3 separate regions of the Mus musculus genome follow, and all the other regions are linked to region 2. Evidence: chromatin contacts called from public Hi-C and promoter capture Hi-C data. All regions are on one chromosome and are shown on one strand. Each heading gives the region's core, a stretch centred on a gene start, on an enhancer-like site or on the middle of the called end of the contact. The rest is flanking DNA. Distances are from core to core; before and after follow the strand shown. Region 1 holds the start of Lrrc55 (leucine rich repeat containing 55). Region 2 holds the start of Tnks1bp1 (tankyrase 1 binding protein 1). Region 3 holds the start of Timm10 (translocase of inner mitochondrial membrane 10).

Region 1 (4,037 bases), core at 207-2,706, 150 kb before region 2:
AGTTTGAGGCCAACCTGGTCTACAAAGTGAGTTCCAGGACAGCCAGGGCTACAAAAAACAAAAAAAGAACAAAAAAGAAAGAAAGAGAGAGAGAGAGAGAAGAAAAGAAAAGAGATTGTGTGAATTTCACTTTCATCTGAACTCAATAGAATGAGAATCTTAAAGGGAACAGAACAACAAAAGGGATTCCTAGAACCCTTAGAAAGAAGAAAGAAGCATAGTGTTCTTTGACCATGGGTGTCTGTGTGTGTGTGTGTGTGTATCTGTGTGTGTGTGTCTGTGTGTGTGTGTGTGTATCTGTGTGTGTGTGTGTGTGTGTGTCTGTGTGTGTGTGTGTGTGTCTGTGTGTGTGTCTGTGTGTGTGTGCGCACGCGTGCAAGTGTGGGTGTGTGTATTAAATATATGCATATCCATGTTCATTTATGTGTGCATACACATGTGTTCACATGCATGTGGAGGCCAGAGGTGTCTCAATAACTCTCCACCTTGCACACTGAGTCAAGATCTCTGTGCCAGGCAGCTACACAGTACTGAGGATCAAGACCCCAGTTTTGTGTTTGTACTGCGGGACTTTTACCCAACCCAGGACCATGATACTTTTTACTGGCCACTTCCATTCCCTAAGGATATAACCAAGAATCTGTAGTGGTCCAGGTACCCTCATTTAAACTAGGCAATTGTTTCCTTGCATCCCAAGGGCTCTCAGCTCAATTGGTACTCCAGCTGAATCCCCTAGCCTCAGATAACTCATGGGGTAAGGGCTTAGAAACAAGGAGCAGAGGAAATAATTCACCTGTAATTCTTTCTAATATGCAAGCTTCATCTAATCACCTGGTGCTCCAACCTGGACACAGATGTCATAAAGCAGCTAAATAGAAAACATTTGCCCATCGGATAAACAAACACTAAGAATCAACCATGTTTCTTTTCTCTGCCCATCATTATGCTTGCCTTCATTGCTCTCATCTATTTTGCTTTTCCCCATCCCCATTACATTCCTCTCCCCATTTTATGCCTTCTCTTGTATCCCTGTGGAGTGAGATGCACTTAAACTCTCCATGTTCCATCTAAGATTTCAGACCAATGCTCTATCCTTTCCTGGAGAGCCCTCTTGCCCTCTCTCCATTGCCTGCTCTTCTGCCCTAATCCCTGTTCTGGGGCTGCCTACCCTCCTCTCCTTTCTTCCCCTTGCCCTACCCACTAGGACCCTGAGGGTGGCTGTAAATTCACCAGGAGTACTTCATTCTCTTTTCTCATCTTGGTGGGGTCTATAGCCAGTTCCCCCTGTTGCTCAGAGATGTGGAGGCAGTTGCTAAGAGACAGTGAAACGTCATTACCTGGCCCTCGAGGAAAAAAAAGGGGAGTGAAAGAGAGAGAGGAGGAGAGAAGGATGGAGGGAGGGGGAGAGCCAGAGAGAGAGAGGAGGGAGGGGAAGACCTGGCTCTGGCGGAAGCCACACACCAAGGCAGCCTCGGCACCAGCTGAGTTTCCCAAGAGGCATTCAGATTCTGTGAACTTTCTAAGCATCCTCTCTCAAATTTCCTTTCAGCGTAAAAGAAGGGGCACAGGGACCACAGGACAGGAAACCGCAGAAGATGCTGGCCTGGGATGCAGGAGACATGGAAGAGGAGAGTCGGGGGAGGGGAAGAGCCGGATAGGCAATCTGTTCGGAAGCTAGCAAGCAAAGGAGCGGGGGATTCCAGGATGAGGGAGGCAGAGCCGTTCGTCTGCGTAAGATTGATGTCTGTGTCCTTGGAACAGAGTGAGTAGTCTCCTGAGGGCCCGCGGGAGTATAGCAGAAGACCCCGAAGCTAAGAAAAATTAGTCTGTATAAGGGGGTGCCGGGGTGATTTCCCAATGGGTGAGACTGAAGCTACGAAGCAGTGGGGAACTGGGTGGGGAAATGACCGAGCGACGACGGGATAAAGGGGTGGGGGTAGTGGGGGCAAGTGAGGACAGCAGGTGAGTAAAAGAAAAGCTGAAGCCACAGAGAGTGAGGGATGAGCAGCGGGGTGAGGCCCTGGGTGGGATGAGGTTCTCCATCTCTTTGCCAGACCAAGTATGTGTGTGGGCTTAAGCAGGAGGCTGGGAGCTGGAGAGTAGAACATAAAAGGATGCTGGGGTTAGGGCTGTGCTGTGGTATAAAAGATGCCGGGGCACACTTGGGTAGGGAATGTGTGTAGAAAGAAGCTGGGAGGGGGTACAGTGAAAGTATGTGTGTGTGAGTGTGTGTGTGTGTGTGTGTGTGTGTGTGTGTGTGTGTGTGTGTGTATGTGTGTGTGTGTGTGTGTAAGAAAGAGATGGGGGGGGGCTGAAAAAGTGGATAAGAGGGGTGTACAAACTGCCAGAGCTTAGATGCATGTTTTTCTTGGGGAGTTTTTCAGGGTGGGGTATTTGGTGCTCACGAGGGTGGAGCTATGAGCAATAGAAGAAAATGCACCCAACTCCGGACAGAAACCTAGGAGAAGAATTTCAGGTCAGATGGATGCGGTTAGTAGGTGGGTGTAGACTGGGTTTCTGAGCTCACTGTGGTCCTCATCTGAAAGATAGTGAGCAAAGAACTTTGTGGTTGGGAACAGATAGGTTCAAAGAAGAAAGAAGAGTAAAGTAAGGAGGAGTGAAGACAAAGGAGCAAGGCAAGGGGGCAGGGATGTAAGGACACTAGATTTCTTTGCCTGAATGCTTTTCTTGTTGACAGAGTGACTTCTGCCTCCGCCTGCTGAGTGCACAGCTGAGCATGGTGACAGCTTGAAGACATAGATAATGCTTTTGTAACTGACCCTTACCTGTGCCTCCAGACTCATGGTGTTTTCCACATTTCGTGGTCCAGACAGTGGGTGTCACTTGGGACTCACCCCTCTCTGGGAAGCAAAGAGCATCCCTTGAGAATCCAGAGACCACTGAGACTGAATGTTCAGGCTTCTAGGAGACCCATGGGAACATACTTCTCCCCCATCCTAAATCTCTGGCCCCAGGTCTCTTGTGAACTCATGCCCACTGGGCCACCAGGAGAAATGGCCTCTGGGACCTTGAATGTTGGAGATCAAGGTGCCGTTCTGACTTCCTAATCAGTCCCAGACCTAGGACAGGGCTTAAGTTTTCTTAGATGAAGTGCCAGGACCTTTAAAGGGCACCTTTCATCCCCCTCACATCCTCCCCTGCCCCACCCACCTGTCAGACACAGCACAAGAGGAAGCATCCAGCAGGCATGGGTGACAGAAGCACAAAAGATCTACAGGGACCCTTCCAGGGCCTGCTGACAGCTGTTCCAGCTCCATCCTTGTTCCCCTAGTTTCTTAAGCTTTGATCATCCTTTCAGACCCTGGGGTACCTCAACTGGGTCCATGCTCCCCAGGGTCTACAAAGGGACATCCTATGAATCTTAGGAAGTCCTTGGGTGTTGAGAGGCTCTCAAGGAAGTGTTGAGCCATGATAGCACTCTCGCAAAAGCCCCACCTTCCAGACTCAGGCCTCTAATGTAGCAGCATCCCTGTAACTTGACTGTTGGACCTAGGGACACCGCTCTCATGGGCTCCCTACAGCACTGCTGCTGCCAGCTGCCAAAGATGGGTGACACCTGGGCCCAACTTCCCTGGCCTGGGCCTCCCCACTCAGCCTTGTTGCTGGTCTTCTTCCTCTTGGCAGCTGGGGTGATGCACTCTGATGCGGGTACCAGTTGCCCAGTCCTTTGTACATGTCGTAACCAAGTAGTGGACTGCAGCAACCAGCGGCTGTTCTCTGTACCCCCGGACCTGCCAATGGACACCCGCAACCTCAGCCTAGCCCACAATCGCATTGCAGCTGTACCGCCAGGCTATCTCACATGCTACATGGAACTCCGCGTGCTGGATTTGCGAAACAACTCCTTGATGGAGCTGCCCCCTGGCCTCTTTCTCCACGCCAAGCGCTTAGCACACCTGGATCTAAGCTACAACAACCTCAGTCATGTGCCAGCTGACATGTTCCGGGAAGCTCATGGACTGGTACATATCGACCTGAGCCACAACCCCTGGCTGCGGAGGGTGCACCCCCAGGCC
Region 2 (4,480 bases), core at 79-2,578:
AGGAAGGCTTCCTTGGTTTTTCACATCCCATTATATAGCCTACCTTCTCCAAACTCCTACAACGTGGGCTTTGACCCCTTATCCCTCTAGCATCCTATTTTGCTCCTAACACAGGTTCCTATCGAATGAATGAATGGAGCAGATAAGCATACCCACTTGCCTGGCCTCACCATACTGTCAGCCTGGGAACCCGATGGAGCCCTATTTCTTTACACCACATTTCCATAGTGAAGTTTTGACCCTAGCTGAGCTCCCCTTGTACACCCTGCTGCACCTCTTCCTCTTGCCACCTCAGTCATCCAGTTCATTATCAGGAATGCAAGCTTTCTATTGACCTATGTCAAACAGAAGTAAATCTGCCACAGGAAGGAAGAAGGAAAAAAAAAAAAAAAAAACAAGGGCAGAAATCCACCTTCTATATAAGGCATTGTAATGCCAAATAAAAGACCTTGGGAATTACTCACGGCCACAACCTTCTATAATAGAATCTTGTATCACCCACTCATTCAGCTAAGCATTTAAAAAGTCTAGACAGGGAGAAAGAAGGGCACTCCATTCTCCTTCTGTGCCTCAGTGTCTCCTCCTCCAAGGCTCCCTGGAGTTGTCTCAAAGGCTCTGCTTCCATACCGGCTGGGGCTCTACCTCACTCCCACCAGATGCCAAGGCCCGTGAGCACTCATTTCAGACTCACTGCCTCTCACCTCCACTGTCACTCCAGCTACCTGCCGGGACGGAAGAGGGGTGCAGCCTCCACCCCACCCCCGGCCCTCCTCCCAGCCAACGGCCCCACCCTGCACCCAGCACCCATTGGTACCTGGCTCGGAGCCAACAGGCGCCAGCTCCTCCTCCATATCCTGGGGCAGTGGGGAAGCCATGGCTGTGCCTTCCCTGAGAGTGGATCCTTTCATCACATAGGGCACACCCTGCCTGAGAAATAGGAAGCAGTGTGAGCCGGCCGAAGTGACTGAAGACCCAGGGAAGGGAGAGGTGGAGAAGGGAAAGCTGAGAAAGGCAACAGGCTTAGCCAAGGAAGTCTATTTCTAACCCAGGCAGTGTGGGACAGGAAGAGCGAACTCCAGGGGGAGGCCGGGAAGGTTCCCACAGCCACATCCTCAACTCTTGACACGACTCTCCAACCCTTGGCTCTGAACCTCAGTGATCCAGCACAGGAGGGAGCCACCTCCACCCACACCACCCCCAGGATCCGTCCTGTGATACCCTACTTACAGCTCCTGAGGCAACCCTCTCGGGTCAGGGAGCCCCACTAGAGGTGTCCACTCTGAGCGGAGCAAGAAGGCCAGAAACTCTCAAGTCTCTGGAATCACCTCATGGGACGGGAAAAACCCGCTCCTCCCCAACCTGGGGCTCCGCCCCACAGCCGGCCCCCCTCTTCCCATTCTCCTCCCTCCCTCCACGGCTGGGAGTGGCTCCCTACCCCCCCCCCATTCTCCTTTCACATCCCTGCCCCCCTCCAGCACTCAAGAGCTGTCTCATCCAAACACAGGGACATAAGAAATAAAAAGTAAGCATCTGGAATACATTTTTTTCCCTTTAATTTCTCAATCGTTTTGGCTTCAGCTTGGAATTTGATGAGGTAAAGCCAGGGCCTAGTCCTGTTACCATAGCAATGGCCTCCCACTGGATTTCCAGGGCCTAGCCAAGGGGAAGGAGGAGCCGGCCCAGGATGGGCAGGGAGGACAGACTGGGCTTGATTGCTTGTGGGGTGGGGGGTGTAACTGAGAGGAAAACTCCCTGGGGTTGCCCCTTCCAGGACAGTCAGGGAGGGACCTGCAAAAGCCTGTGACATAGGAATGGGTGTGCACCCTAAAGGAGTTTTGAGGGGTCAGAAGAAACTAAACCAGATGATAGCCACATGGTAGTAGCCTGTGCCAGGAGCCTCTGGAGCTGATATTGTAAGATCTAACAACTAAATGGGTCTGTCACTTCAGAGCTGTGCGACTAGTCTAAGGCATACTGCTTAAAAAAAAAAAAAAGTATTAAATGAGTTTCAAGTCAAACAATGCATGCAAAATACCAAGCCTGGAAGTGGTAAGTAACAGTTGGCCATTATTAATGTGACTCCATTCAGTGTCTCCCATGAGCTAACTAGCATCCTTGGTAACCACCTCTACCTACCTCTCCCCCTACCGTAGGCTGCGTCTCTAGACCATTCCTTCATGTCCCCCCCACCTCAAATTCTTCAGGCCTTCCACCCCCTCAGTTCCCACCCTGGCTGCTGAAGCACCCTCCCACTCTCAAGCCCCCCCTCCGGCTCTGGTGGTGACTAGTGAACACTGCTCCTCTGGTTCAAGAGCAAGGGAGACATGCCAAACACATGGAATGCACAGAGCCCTGGAGGGCAACCCAACCCTCTCCAACCTCAAGGCTCCCCTCCCACTCCAGCTGCTCTGAGAAGACAGTTCTCAATTCTAAGAGACCTGTGGTGCCCAGCCTTTGCAAAAGATGTCCCCATCCGCTTGACCCTGTCCCAGCTTATTTAAAGAGGGTACAGACAGTAACTCCGTCAATGTCAAAAGGCTGATCAGCCAACTACCAGGGGCTGTTTTCCTTGTATGTGGGTGAATAACGCTTGAAGGCGGAGAGATGACAGAAAAATTAAATTAAATTAAAAATATATACAAGATTGCTTGCTTGTCCTTGAACATTATTACAAGGGATATGGTGAAGGTGGTTAGAAATGGAGAAAAACTAGTCCAAAACAGAAAAACCCTCTCACCTGCGGTTGAGATAGGGGCTTGATGGACACCTCTGAGGTTAGAAAGAGCTGCAGAGATGAAAACAGGCTCCGAGTCCCCAACAGGGGAGGCGGTTACAGTACACAGGCCCCAGCCAGGAGCCCCAGGTAACCAAGGCCATGTCCATAAGCTGCAGAATCGCAGTACCTCAAGAACTCCCCACTCTTAGTGGTCTAGGGAAATCAGGCAGCCCTGGGAGTAGAGGCTGCCCCCAAAGAATGGAAAGGAGCTATGTAGCCCCAGCCCTGGACAGACACTCAGAAGGGCCTGAGGGCAAGCAGGGTCGTCCCTAAAGGTCTACCACTGGATGTTCAGCTAGTGCGATCAGGAGGGCTAAGTGTTGGAAGAGGGGGGCCAACAGGAAGATGGAACAGCCCAGGGCAAGGGGCTGTTTGGAGGGCCTCCGTGGGGAGCTTACGGACACCGAGCGGCTAGCCGAAGAGGAGGAGCAGACGAGGGTGGAGAAGGAGGGGGCGGCAGCAGCGGAAGACTGAGCGAGATGCCAAGCAGCCCTCGAAGGAACAGACGGAGGACTGACGACGAGGACTCGGTGGGGGCGGCCTAGCGTGGATGGGGGCGTGCCGTGGGAGCTAGGGAAGGGGGCCGGTGAGGGCAAGGAGGGGGTCCCTCGAGCAGCTCCGCCCGCCCCCGGCCCCGCCCCACCCTCGCCTCTCCCCGCTTTCTTCTGGCTCACTGCACGGACGCCTTCCACCCCCGCACACACGCGCCAGCTCCGCAGCGCCCGAGCGCCCCAGGCCCTCGCAAACTTTCCTGGTGACCCCCTCCCACCGCTGCCGCCCCAATCTAAGGTCCCGGCTGCTAGGCGCCGGGTTCTTTCCATGCCCTTCCCCGCCCCCATCCCCAGACCCCGCCTCCTCCGGCTGCCGCGCACTCACGCGCTCCCCCGGGACCGGCTCCACTCAGCGAGGCACCCCGACGCCAGTGACCGCTGCTGCCGCCGCCGCCACCGTCACCGCGGGACCGAGCCAGTGCAAGCCCCGGGGCCCCTCCCCTCGCTCCGCCCAGAGACACGCCCCCATGTTGCTCATGAATATTCATATAGGAAACCGGGAGTAGGAAAACGAAGCTGAAACAGAGTCGGGCGCACCATATGCAAACAAGCACAGATCCCACATAATTATTCATGACCTTGTAAATGAGGGGCCGGTCCTGATTCAGATTTAGGCGAAACTGACGCAATTTTACCCCAGCGCCACCGAGATGACTGCCTAGAGAGGAAACCGCCCTGGACAGCTTTCCCTGAGCCTACACTGATTACAGCACCATAGAGCGCGGGCAGCACGAAGGGAACTGTTGGCGGACTGAAGAGTCTTCCTGTTACACCTGAGCCTCCTGAGAGCGGCAAACGACGTGGCCACCCCCACGTGGATAAATTCTGATTGAGAGCCGCTGTGACAAGTGGGGTAGTTTTTTCCCTCCTGTTATGTCTCCTTTAAGATCTTTTAAATACAGTTACCAAACACAAAGTGGTGTAGCCCTCCCTTGCCAGAATCTTCTTACACTTAACTTCACAAACATGCACAACTCATTTTCTACAATCCTCCTGACTCAAGTTTCCACTCTACGCTAGAAAGTCGATCCTCATTCTATTATCTCAAGCCTTGTAAGACCCTGACTCATAAGGTGATTTTAAAAGGAGCTCAGAGCCGCCGCCGCCGCCCCCCTCTGTTGGCTAATGGAGTGGAGTGAACTATGAGAGGCTT
Region 3 (4,672 bases), core at 783-3,282, 220 kb after region 2:
ACCTCAATTCCCCTGTGTTAAAATAGTACTAATAAAATTAACCCACTGATTTTCTTTCTTTCTTCCCTTTCTTTCTTTTGAGACTGGTCTCATCTATCCCAGGCTGGTTTTGAACCCACTATATAGCCAAGAATGATCCTGAACTATTTAGTCTCTGGCCTCTAACTGCTGAAATTATAGGCACCATGTCAAGATCAAACCAAGGGCATCCTGCATTCTAGACAAAAATCCTACGTTATTATATCCCCTTCTCCCTTTGAATTATTTTTAACTATTTACAAAACTGATAATGGGGGCCTGGAAAGTGGTTAAGAGAACTGACTGCTCTTGCAGAGGACCTAGGTTAGGTTCCCAGCACCCACACGGTAGCCCACAACTATCTTTGACTCCAGTTCCTGGAGATATGATGCCCTCTACTGGCCTCTGCGGGCATGCAAGCAAAACATCCATACACAGAAAACAAGTAAACAAACAAATAAATAAATTTAAAGTGATAATATATATAAAATGCTTTGCAAATGCCTAACACAGAGTTAAAGTATAATTTAGGCCGAGTGTGCACACCTTTAATCCCAGCACCCAAGAGAATGAGACAGGTGGATCTCTGAGAGTGAGGCCAGCCTGGTCTATACAGATTAAGCTGACAACCAAGGCAACACAGAGAAGCCCCATCGTGAAAAACAAGAACAAAACAACATCCACTCCATCCCCCCCAAAAAGGAAGAAAAACATTAATAAATATTAGCAACTAAATACTATTCATTACTAAATGGCTGTTCAGAAGGCTTAGGCGGCAAAGGCACTTGCTGCCAAACCAGAAGATTTGAGTTCAATCCAAGATGAGATCCTATTAAGCTGCCCTCTGACCTCCACATGTGTGGCGCTATGGCATGCATGTTGGCATTCATAAACAAACACAAAATACATAAACTACATAAACAAGGGTAAATGGGCTATCTAAGGAGAAAGAAAGATGGAAACGAGGAGAGAAGAGAAGAGAAGAGAAGAGAAGAGAAGAGAAGAGAAGAGAAGAGAAGAGAAGAGAAGAGAAGAGAAGAGAAGAGAAAGTGCTTATATGTTCTTGATACTCAGCAGAGCCTGGGCAGGAGATTCTCCATCATACACCCCTTTTATTCCCTCCAAATAGCCAACCAAGTCCTTCCAGTGACCTGTATTTACTTCAGCGAAGCACGCGGTGAGGGTGGGGCGGGATTAGGAGGGCGGGACTTGGCTCCACTACCTTATCGAAAGCATTCGTTACAAGTGCTTCACTCTGTCGGGCTAGGGGTGACTAGGGCGAGTTTTCCTAGACAAGGTGAAGCCGAGTGCTTCTCTTTACCTGTTGTACATGTCAGCCATCATCTCCACCTCCAGCTCCGCAGCCAGCTGCTGGGCTCTGAGCGGATCCATGTCAACTTAGCACCGTGGAGAGAATAGCCTCCTGGTCTTTAGTCCTAGGAGCGGACATGATCAGTCAGCATCGATCCCTCCCGGTTCACCCTAGTACCACCCCCCCGGGGGGGCTGGAGGGCGCGAGGAATTACAGTGTTTCAGACCAGCGGGGACCAATACCCCGCTCAGTAAACGTAATCAGCCCTCTTAACAGAAGTGGAGATGAGGCCCTTAAAGAGGACAGTGTCCAGCTCAAGGTCACTCGCGATGTCATGGGGCTCGGGGATGGAAACCGAGCCCTCTTAGTACCTCGAGATCACTCCTAGAGCCAGAGGATTGACAGTTGGGACGGAACACACAAAACCGTGGGTCTGAACCCATGCAGCCCCGAGAATGTGACCCTAACCACAGCCTAGGTTCCCGGGGTGGGTCTAAAGGCTGAGCCTCTGTCACGGCAATGGCATAATCAGGAATCAGGGTTACCCTGGGTATCAGACACCACGGCCCACTCACCACGGCCTGGGGCAGGTCACAGCTCCCGCAACGTCCCCAACTTCGGGTCAATAGTAAAAAGTTACCGGGTACCAAGGCAGGCGAAATAAGAAGCACGTGGGTCACTTCCGGAAGGAAGTCTAGCCTCTTCTTTGATCCGGAAGAAAACGCCGACCAGGCTGCGCTGGGAAACCGGCTACCATAGAGAAACCGACCTTAATTTGCTAGAGTGGACTCCAAAGTACCATAGAATGCTGAGTGAGTGGCAGAGCGCCGGCAGCCTTGTTAGCATTCCATCCCTCCGGTTGTCCGGGAGACGCCTGAGCGTTTGCAGTGTGGAAGAAGCTTGGCTCCCTGAACCCACCATGGAGAGCCCACGCCAGAGCGCAGACGGATCTTATGTGAAGAAAGGAGAACGTTTCCCAAAGGAGCCTGTCAATTTTGCATGTTAAAACACCTGGAGCACTTTAAAAAAAAAAAAAAAAAAAAAAAAAAAACACCTCAGCGCCCAGACGTTACCTCATACCCCTGAAATCAGAATCCCGGGGAGCAGTGTGCAACATTAACTAGTGGAGTTGCAGAGAAGATACACGATCGCTGCTCGCAGAAAAAAAGAAACATGTATAGAGATTGTCTTTATTTGCTTTTGAGGCAGGGTCCCATGGAACCTAGGCTGCTCTCTAATTTGCGGTGTAGCCGAAGATGACCTAGAACTTACGAACCTGCCTCCACCTCACTAGTGCTTCGGCTACAGATAAGCGCCATTATGCCTGACTTTTGCAATGTTGGGATGAAAACAGGACCACATGCTTAGGCAAGCACTCTATCAACTGCCCCAGTGCTGCAACATGTTTTACTGCACTTCTTTATTATAGCCCTACACATGCACAATAAATAAAGTAAGTAAATAAATAAATGTAATAATAAAAAGCATTGGGTTTATCCCTTTAAAATTTTATTAGGGCAAATTCACAACACAGAACACAGTCTAATGAACGTCATTGAATCTATCCCCAAGATTTAATAATTCTTACTATTTAGTCACATTTTCTTGATCTATTATCTTTAGCAGATGAAGTCTTTTTCCCAAAGTGCTATTTTCACATTCTCAGCTAATAGTGATGTTTTTTTCATCTCTCTTCCACAGTGCTGAAGGTTGAATCCAGGGTCTCATGCAAACCCTCCACAACTGAACTACACAGGTCATTTGATATACTATTTTTAAATTTAAATTTATTTATAAGAACATGTGTCCTTGGGCTGGAGAGATGGCTCAGTGGCTAAGAGTACTGACTGCTGTTCCAGAGGTCTTGAGTTCAATTCCCAGCAACCACAAGGTGACTCACAACCATCTGTAATGGAATCCAGTGCCTCTTCTGGTGTGTCAGAGCTACAGTGTACTCATAGATACAGAAAATAAATATATTGAAGAAGGAGGAGGAGGAGCCCATGGTAGGATCAAAGGAGGTCAAAGGACAACTGATTCTCGCAGCAACCAGAGTGATGTAAAAAACAAACAAACAAACAAACAAACAAAAAAAAACCCTACAACTGGATCATGTCACTCACCCCCTAGATGCTGCAGTAGTTTCTCATCATGGAGAAAGCCAAAGTCTTCTCAATAGCTTATAAGACCCTGCACTGCTTCTCTCCATGATGTGATCCATCCCCTGAGAAGAGCAAACTATAGGACAAATGGCTTACCTTGGCTTTTGGTTCACTCTATTCCACTGCGTCAAGGAAGGCATTGTGGCAGGAATGGGAGGCAACTGGTCATAGCATGTCCATAGCCAAGACACACAGAAGAATGCTAGTACTCAGCTCACTTTGGCCTCTTTATTCAGTCAGCTAGCCCAGTCCATGGCACATTGCTAGATACATATAGGGTGGGACTTCCTACCTCTGTTAACCCAATATAGAATTATCTCATGGACTTGCCTAGAGGTTTATCTTCTAAGTGGTTCTAGATCCTGTAATTAGATAATCAATGTGAGCCAGGACAAATTCCACATGATTCACCAACCCTATTTTCTTACTTTTACTTCCAACTACTCTCCTGCTGCAGTGCTTTGCCGGGCCATGCTGATACCCTCTCTATCAAATGCATCAAGCATACTCCCTTCTTCCTAGTTACTGTTCTCTGCCGGGGATGCAGGTGCTCCTCGCTGGCACAAGTTTACATCCCAAACTTGAGGTCTTTGTTCCTATATCACTTGCCGTATCTACAAGTATATTCTCCTCCCTACAAAACAAGCAAAAATAAAGACAAAGTCCTATTGCTTGCACCACTTCACCTTATTTTATAGAGCCTGTCACATCTAATGTAGTGCATATTTTACTTGTTGATGAGATGACTAACTCATCACACTCAAATGATCTCTGTTGGCCTGTTTTCTCTTGTGTTCAGTGTCATTGTCTCCAGCACCTACTTGGTGTTCACTGACTTCTGCATCAGGGAATGAAGGGATTATCTAAGAGAAGTTTTGATGACTGATGCCACCATCTTCTAGAATGTTGTTTTAATTATCTATCTTATCTATTAAAGGAAAAAAATCATCAAGGCAGAGACACATGGGAGAACTCATCGACTCACCTGTCTTTGGCAGATAATATTTTTAAGGTTTCTTTATCTCATGTATATATAAGTACACTGGAGTCGTCTTCAGACACACCAGAAGAGGACATTAGATTTCATTACAGATGGTTGTGAGTCACCATGTGGTTGCTGGGAATTGAACTCAGGACCTATGGAAGAGCAGACAGTGCTCTTAACCTCCAAGACATCTCT

Evidence for each region. Promoter capture Hi-C pulls out the DNA fragments that hold promoters and counts their contacts. A called contact is a pair of places that touch in the nucleus more often than the background predicts.
Region 1: a promoter capture Hi-C map of hippocampal neurons shows a contact between it and region 2, with 2.2 times the contacts expected there. The contact joins the promoter of Lrrc55 here to the promoter of Tnks1bp1 in region 2. A contact is called at or near these places in 2 of 39 promoter capture datasets (hippocampal neurons and liver), 1 of 115 datasets of contacts at active chromatin or transcription factors (pancreatic cancer cells) and 1 of 9 other capture datasets (pancreatic islet).
Region 3: a contact with region 2 is called in a Hi-C map of rod photoreceptor, with 5 times the contacts expected there. The contact joins the promoter of Timm10 here to the promoter of Tnks1bp1 in region 2. A contact is called at or near these places in 19 of 39 promoter capture datasets (the C10 cell line, the SN4741 cell line, cranial neural crest and 13 more), 1 of 15 datasets of contacts at CTCF or cohesin (the NIH/3T3 cell line), 19 of 484 Hi-C or Micro-C datasets (CD4 T cells, CD8 T cells, Sertoli cells and 12 more), 15 of 115 datasets of contacts at active chromatin or transcription factors (the 230-238 cell line, effector CD8 T cells, embryonic forebrain and 7 more) and 4 of 9 other capture datasets (adipose tissue, liver, macrophages and 1 more).

The regions. Positions count from the first base shown.
Region 1 is chr2:85,196,169-85,200,205 of GRCm38.p6, reverse strand. Lrrc55 (leucine rich repeat containing 55) reads left to right here and starts at 1,456. Exons shown (of 3, transcript NM_001033346.4): 1 at 1,456-1,762; 2 at 2,699-4,037. The coding sequence starts at 3,567.
Region 2 is chr2:85,047,308-85,051,787 of GRCm38.p6, reverse strand. It overlaps Tnks1bp1 (tankyrase 1 binding protein 1), which reads right to left and starts at 1,328. Exons shown (of 12, transcript NM_001081260.2): 1 at 1,228-1,328; 2 at 815-927. The coding sequence starts at 908.
Region 3 is chr2:84,824,381-84,829,052 of GRCm38.p6, reverse strand. It overlaps Timm10 (translocase of inner mitochondrial membrane 10), which reads right to left and starts at 2,032. Exons shown (of 3, transcript NM_013899.2): 1 at 1,906-2,032; 2 at 1,340-1,454. The coding sequence starts at 1,410. It also overlaps a transcript of Smtnl1 not described here.